Regions from separate parts of the Mus musculus genome. Here region 1 is linked to region 2. The links are chromatin contacts, called in public Hi-C maps. All regions are on one chromosome and are shown on one strand. The core of a region is the stretch at or near the end of the contact, and the rest is flanking DNA. Distances in the headings are between cores, read along the strand shown.

Evidence for each region. Hi-C and Micro-C count contacts between places; a contact is called where the count stands out from the background.
Region 1: a contact with region 2 is called in a Hi-C map of cerebral cortex, with 5 times the contacts expected there. The contact joins two enhancer-like sites. A contact is called at or near these places in 19 of 484 Hi-C or Micro-C datasets (the CH12 cell line, the G1E-ER4 cell line, cerebellar granule neurons and 9 more) and 3 of 115 datasets of contacts at active chromatin or transcription factors (embryonic basal ganglia, embryonic stem cells and pancreatic cancer cells).

The regions. Positions count from the first base shown.
Region 1 is chr1:157,722,454-157,725,775 of GRCm38.p6, forward strand. No RefSeq gene overlaps it. Among named protein-coding and RNA genes, the nearest start is that of Gm51655, 23 kb to the right of the region's middle. Within about 2 kb of position 2,053, at least 11 of the 459 cell types and tissues checked have an H3K27ac peak or open chromatin away from gene starts, as enhancers often do. A contact at or near this core is called in cerebral cortex, where this site is marked.
Region 2 is chr1:157,553,017-157,556,029 of GRCm38.p6, forward strand. Sec16b (SEC16 homolog B (S. cerevisiae)) reads left to right here. Exons shown (of 26, transcript NM_001159986.1): 14 at 1-28; 15 at 1,731-1,836. Among named protein-coding and RNA genes, the nearest start is that of Sec16b, 28 kb to the left of the region's middle. Within about 2 kb of position 1,370, at least 50 of the 459 cell types and tissues checked have an H3K27ac peak or open chromatin away from gene starts, as enhancers often do. A contact at or near this core is called in cerebral cortex, where this site is marked.

The DNA.
Region 1 (3,322 bases), core at 803-3,302, 170 kb after region 2:
AATGCCCAAAGTGGAACCACGGAGAATGAAGAAAACCACTTAAAAATGAATAGCATTGTGTTGTCACTGCAGGAGTTAGCGGGGAGGGAAGAACAGACTCTCTACTTGACAGAGCACAGATCATCTCTGATTAGAAGTTTGGGAACAGAAGCAGAACCCAGTGTTAGGCTGTAAATGTAGATGGCTTTTTAACATCTTGCCCTTCAAGTTACCATTATTATTATTATTATTACTATTATTATTGTTGTTGTTGCTATTTGAAAGTAGACTTTAACTCATGTTGCCTCTATGTAGCTTAGGTCATTAAGTCTTAGCAGAGAGGAAGAGCACACAACTGAGAATGGTTCCAGAGAAACACCCCTAATGTCCAACTCAAGTTCCGCTTATACAGAAGGAAGGATTGTTCCAGTGAAGGTCTAACTTCATGACGCAGAACATTGAGAATTTGTCTGCCCGGCTAGTTGCCTAAAGCGAAAATCCATTCACTCCAATGATGCAGGCCAGCTTTGAGGTGGTGGTAGGGAGAGGAAAACTACTTCCCCCTGCCTTGTGATCTCTTGTGTCTTGTGTCATTCCTGGAGCACAAGGGAGTGTTTGAACTAAGATCACTAGGAAGGTCACTTATAGAAACAGCTGGGGGTGATGAGCCAGGGGCAGGATCTGGCAAGTGAACGGCCATGCGATGGACTGTGCTGTGACCATGTATGGGATGGAGTGATAGCACAATGGGTTGGATGGGAGAGGGCAATCGGGGTGTGCTAATCCCTGGACATGGCTCATTAGTGAGTCTCTTGCACACGTGACCAAGGATAAGACAATCTCTGATGCTGGGAAGCAGGATAAGCCACACTATATAGAAGCCCCACCTTATCCTGCCAAAAGCCCTCATGAAACACGACTGAAGGGCTACAGTTGCTCTCTTATCTATTATCTTGGATGAGCCGTCCCCACTTGCTGAAATCACTTGCATGTCTCACAGGGAGCGTTTCACACACTCTAGAGTTAAGTTCAATAGGCTGCGGTAGGTGGGGACTATGTACCATACACAAGGTTTTCTTTCTGAACTCAGCTCATAAGTGATATATAATGAAGGTTGAGATAAGAAAATGTGTCTGTCTTTTCGCTTTGATTTCAGGGATGTATAAAAGGTAGGGCCTAGGCCAAAGAGCATACTATGCGTGGAGACCAGAAGTACTTAACACACCTACCTCACTGTGCTTAGAACTAGGTACTTAGACTAAAGCTCACAGGGGCTGGTTTGAATCTCCGTGTGTCAGTATCCGAGGCTGTTATTCCTAGTTCTCCCGTGTAGAGCAAAATAAAACAGAGTTTGAGTGAGATCTCAGAGGACTTGACATACCGAGGCTTGAGATGCTCAGGATCAGAGATGGCAAGCATGCATCTTCCCAAGTTGAGCTCACAGCACTATGGAATCCATGTGATTCAAAGACAGTTGGAAGATAACATTTAAAAAATAGAAAGCTTCCTCCTGTTCCCTACGCCCATAGACAGCCTTTCCTGCATGCACATAGGAGCCTTGCCTGAAATCTCCTTGGAGAATCCCACCCAACTAGGGCTGAGCCCCAGGGGTACTCCGCAGAGTGCCCTGTGATCACCTTGTTCTCTAGGCAGCCCACAGCGGGTATCCCCAGCTGTTCTGCACACTGCACTCATTTTAACCTTCAGATAGCTCCTCTCTTCCTCCTTCAACTCTCCTGGTTTGTTGTGTGTGGTTGTCAGTCTTGAAGATGGCAGGGCGAGGTGTCTGTGGGCTAATGAACAGCTGCAGAAAGATAATTAAGGCTCGGCACCTTCCTCGCAGCCTTTACCACCTCGCCACGACACAGCCGGCAACATCTGTGCTTCCCAGCAGCCGAGCTGTAAAACACCCTTCCTTGCTCTTCACAAAACAACTGTCAGACATTCTGGCACCGACGTTAAGGGCAAACTTAACAAAACGCTACAAAAGATGAGCTGTGTTATTCCCAAGCTGAGGATGTGGGTTTCTCCCCCGACACAAGATCTCAAGAGTGCTAGGCTGGCAAGGTAGCGGGTACACTGTGGATGGGAAGGTGAACGTAGGTGGGGAAAGTCAAGTGTGGAGGGATCCGCGAAGGTGCTCCCAGGCTTCGCTTTCAGGGGAGCTTTTCTGAGCCTGCAGGCTTTGAATCAGTTCAGAATCACTTTGACAATCCCCAGAGGGGCAGGCAGAGTAACCTTAAGTTTCCCAGGACCTCACCTAGGGGCAGTATTCAAAAGAATATGCTGAATAGCTCAGACACTGTGCAGTGGGGACACTGGCGGTGTACATTTGGTGTCATAGTTCTAGTGTGGATGAGCTGAATAGCAGAGCTGGTGTCAGCCACGATTCTTCTTCAACCTCGGATTTAATACTTGGACAGTACCTGCTTTATGCCACAAATAGGTTTACGTGCTTTTGATAATTTTTTTACACAGGAAGCGCTTTCTTCACTGTAATAAAATACCCAGAACTGGGGGATTAACAAGAAGTAAGGCCCCCATCCTCATGGTTTTGGAGGAAGTGGGTTTCATGTTTCCACTTAGCTCAGAGCGAGGAGAGAAGTGGGTACCTGAAAAAGAGAGGGAACAGGAGAAAGGGTTTCAGTGTGTAACCACCGGGGAGAATTAGGATTCCTTTCTTGGAGTAAGGCATTAACTAATCCTTTCTAACAATGGAAAGAGAGAGAGAGAGAGAGAGAGAGAGAGAGAGAGAGAGAGAGAGAGAGAGAGAGAGAGAGAAGGAGGAAGAGGAGGAGGAGGAGGAGGAGAAGGAGGAGGAGAAGGAGGAGGAGGAGAAGGAGGAGGAGGAGGAGGAGGAAGAAGGAGGAGGAGGAGAAGGAGGAGGAGAAGGAGGAGGAGAAGGAGGAGGAGGAGGAGGAGGAGGAGGAGGAAGAAGGAGGAGGAGGAGGAGAAGGAGGAGGAGAAGGAGGAGGAGGAGGAGGAGGAGAAGGAGGAGGAGAAGGAGGAGGAGGAGGAGGAGGAAGAAGGAGGAGGAGGAGGAGAAGGAGGAGAAGGAGGAGGAGAAGGAGGAGGAGGAGGAGGAGGAAGAAGGAGGAGGAGGAGGAGAAGGAGGAGAAGGAGGAGGAGGAGGAGGAGGAGAAGGAGGAGAAGGAGGAGGAGGAGGAGGAGGAGAAGGAGGAGGAGGAGGAGGAGGAGAAGGAGGAGGAGGAGGAGGAGAATGTTTCTTTCTACCTATCAAGCCCAATTGGTGTTGCCCAATTACTCATTTGAAAATGGTCAAACTCCCAGTGGCCAGCCCCTTAAAAAACTGTGGTCCCTTCCCACCCTTCACAAGAAGCCA
Region 2 (3,013 bases), core at 120-2,619:
ATCTGGCCTTGGTGGGCAGTAGCCACAGGTACGTATGTGACTTTTGTAAAGATGATTTGCACGGGTTATTTTAGCCCTTACTGGGTTTCATGGCTTCACTACTCATTTTCTTGTGTAAATTTCCGCTACTGCCCGCTCTTCCTCTCTATCTTCTGCATTAGTCTAGGCAAGGTGACCAGAGGGTGCCACATCACACCACCAGAGGGCCTTTGGTGCTGTTAGTGCTCTTGGTGTGTGTTGAACTCTTCTGGCCACTGGGTGGCAGCCTAGCTCCACAACCAGAGATAACATAGAAAAATGAAGTTTACAATAGTATATTTTGGGCAGCCCTGGGCTTATTCTAGGAGCCTACTTTTTGGGGCCTCCATACTACTTCAATATATTAATTTGGAGCACAAGCTCTTTGGAACCTTCTGCATCAGTCACTTGTTTTCTGGTAGCCACATATCAGGGTGTTTCCCCCCCCCCCCCAAGGACCCCAAAGCCCTGGAGAAAGAGTGAGTTGAAGCAGATAATCTTACCCTGGGTGGTCCTCACTGTTCTGGATCTTTCTACCTCTTTCTCCTTAATAGTTGTGATTTCTGAGCAGTCATGGTATTGCGCTCCTAGAATTCTAGCAGTCAAGAGGTATAGACAGGGGGATTGTAGCAAGGCCAATGCTAGCCAGGGTGGTGCAATGAGTTCTAGGCTAGCCAGCCAGCCAGGGCTACGAACCTGTCTCAAGAGAGAGAAAGAAGACATTTCTGAGATGCAGAGCTATCAGTGTCTTTGCAATGTTTGCTTTGTTACAGATTTACTTTATAAAAAGGTAACTGCACCGGGGAAGCAAGGTATTGAGGGATTGAAAGCCTTGTCTAAGGTAGCCTCTCGGGTGCACCATCAGGATGGACTTGGAGTCTAGACAGTAAGGTTGCAGGAGCAAAAGTTGTAGCTGATATTCCTAATCCTCTACCACCATAGCAATCGGTGCTCCTCACAGATTCTTCTCTTGAGCCTGGGCTCAGATAGAAGAGTCATCTTCTCAAGGCAGTCTGTCTGGGCTAAGCAAGCCCATAAAGGTACCTCGCTTCCTATAGCCCATGTTCATGACTCCTGGGGGAGTTTCTTGAGATATGTTAGCTTCTGGAATTATTCTGATGACTGGAATATAGGGCACCTGGCAAGCTGTAGAGGGGAGACGGCAAGTGTGTGTGTGTGTGTGTGTGTGTGTATGTGTGTGTGTATCACATTCACCTGTTTTCTTTCCTCACTGGCCGGATGAACTTCCTGTGCAAGATCTGTCATTTCTTTCTGGCTCCATTGTCCTCCCCAGTCTGTGCCAGGCCATCTGTGGTGCTCCTGGACTCCACGGCTTCCTCTTTTGCACTTGGCAAGCTCAGGCTGCTCTGTCTTTCCTGGGGCATGCCAGGCTGAGGGCTGAGGGCTGAGGGCTGAGGGCTGAGGGCTGAGGACTGAGGGCTGAGGGCTGAGGGCTGAGGGCTGAGGACTAGTTTTTAGGAGGTTGAAGTGGGAGGTGTTGAAGGGGGATGTTAAGGGAGGTGCAGAGCCTCCTCCTCACAAGCAGGCTCTTCTAGAAGTGCTGGCACTCTCACTTATTGCCCAAACCTAAAGAGATGGAGGTCAAGGAGGAAGTGCAGTCTATCTTGAGCCCACAGGCTCTTTCCTCTTATAGACCTGCCTGAGAGCAGCATCTCCGCCTCACCTCTGTTCTTGTTATTCCCTGCTTTTAGTCAAGAGTTTATGAAATTTGCAACAATTGAGGCTATCCAGCGGACGGAAATCTTCGAGTACTGCCAGATGCTGGGCCGCCCCAAATCCTTCATCCCTTCTTTCCAGGTAACTGAACCCCGAGGGGGGCGGGGCGGGGCGGGGCGGCCATCAGCGATGCTGTGTCTAGGTTGTGGGCAGCCAGGTTCTTAGCCTTGCTGTTTGGCACCTGGTACCACCGGCCAAGTCATCTCCTGCATTTGTCCTCTTTAACGGGAGTGCGGGAAGGCTTAGGGTTTCTTTTTATGTTCCCGGAAGGTCAGAATTTTACAGCATGAAAGCAAACGGTTCAGAAGTCTTTGCTGGAGGCATACATGCGGAAATCTTGCTGCAGTTCTGCCCCTCCCTCCCTTCCTGTCCTCCTGCTGCCCTGGGCTCTTCTCTCCTAGCACTTCCGCTCAGCTCCTCCTCAGCTCCTACAGCCCTCTGGTCCCTCTGACAGCTCACCTTCTGACCACTCCCCCTTTCTCAGGAGCTTCCCTCCTGCTCTGGCCTTAGTCCATTCTCTCTTTCTTCTCAGGGTTTCAGTTGTATAGGTGGCAACCGCACTGCCAGGCTCTTTTCTCTCCCCTCAGCCCCTCTGTTTGGCATCTCGTTGCTACCCTATGTCCGTAGGCATCGCGTCATCCTCCAGTCCGATCCCCTATGTGTTTTGAGACCTGCTACCCAGTGGCCTTTTCTCGCGTCTCTTGCTGGTGTGGAGTGTGAACTTCACTGAAGCCTTGCAGCAAACTGGCATAAAACCGAGGTAGTTTGTTTCTGGGCTGGGAATAGGACTATCTCAGCCACAGCACTGACTCCAAGGTCCCCATCTCCCATTCACTCGACACTACTCTGTATTTTCTTTCCCTTTTATGGGAAGGTACCTTTCTTTTCTGCCTTAAGTACCTTCTTCAGGCCTGAGACCTTGTCTAAATGGATATCCTCAAGGTCCGCTGTTGAGAATGTACACAGCTACAATAGCAACGCACACTCAACACAGAACACACGTAACCTTGGGAATGAGTCCCTGTATTGTAAATACATGACCCATTTAGCCTCTCCTTTCTGAGAGTTTTGCCTTGCCTAGCTGCTCCTCCACAGGGCTCCAGCGTAGGCACTTTGGTTGCTTTTCTTTCCCTTCGTTATTCATCCCGCCCACATGTTTTGTTGACGTTGTTCTGGGCTGGTAGTCTTAGTATAGCTATTCTTACCGGCTGTTTCACACACTCAGCATTGTGTTGCCGTGCATCTTGAATATCACTTC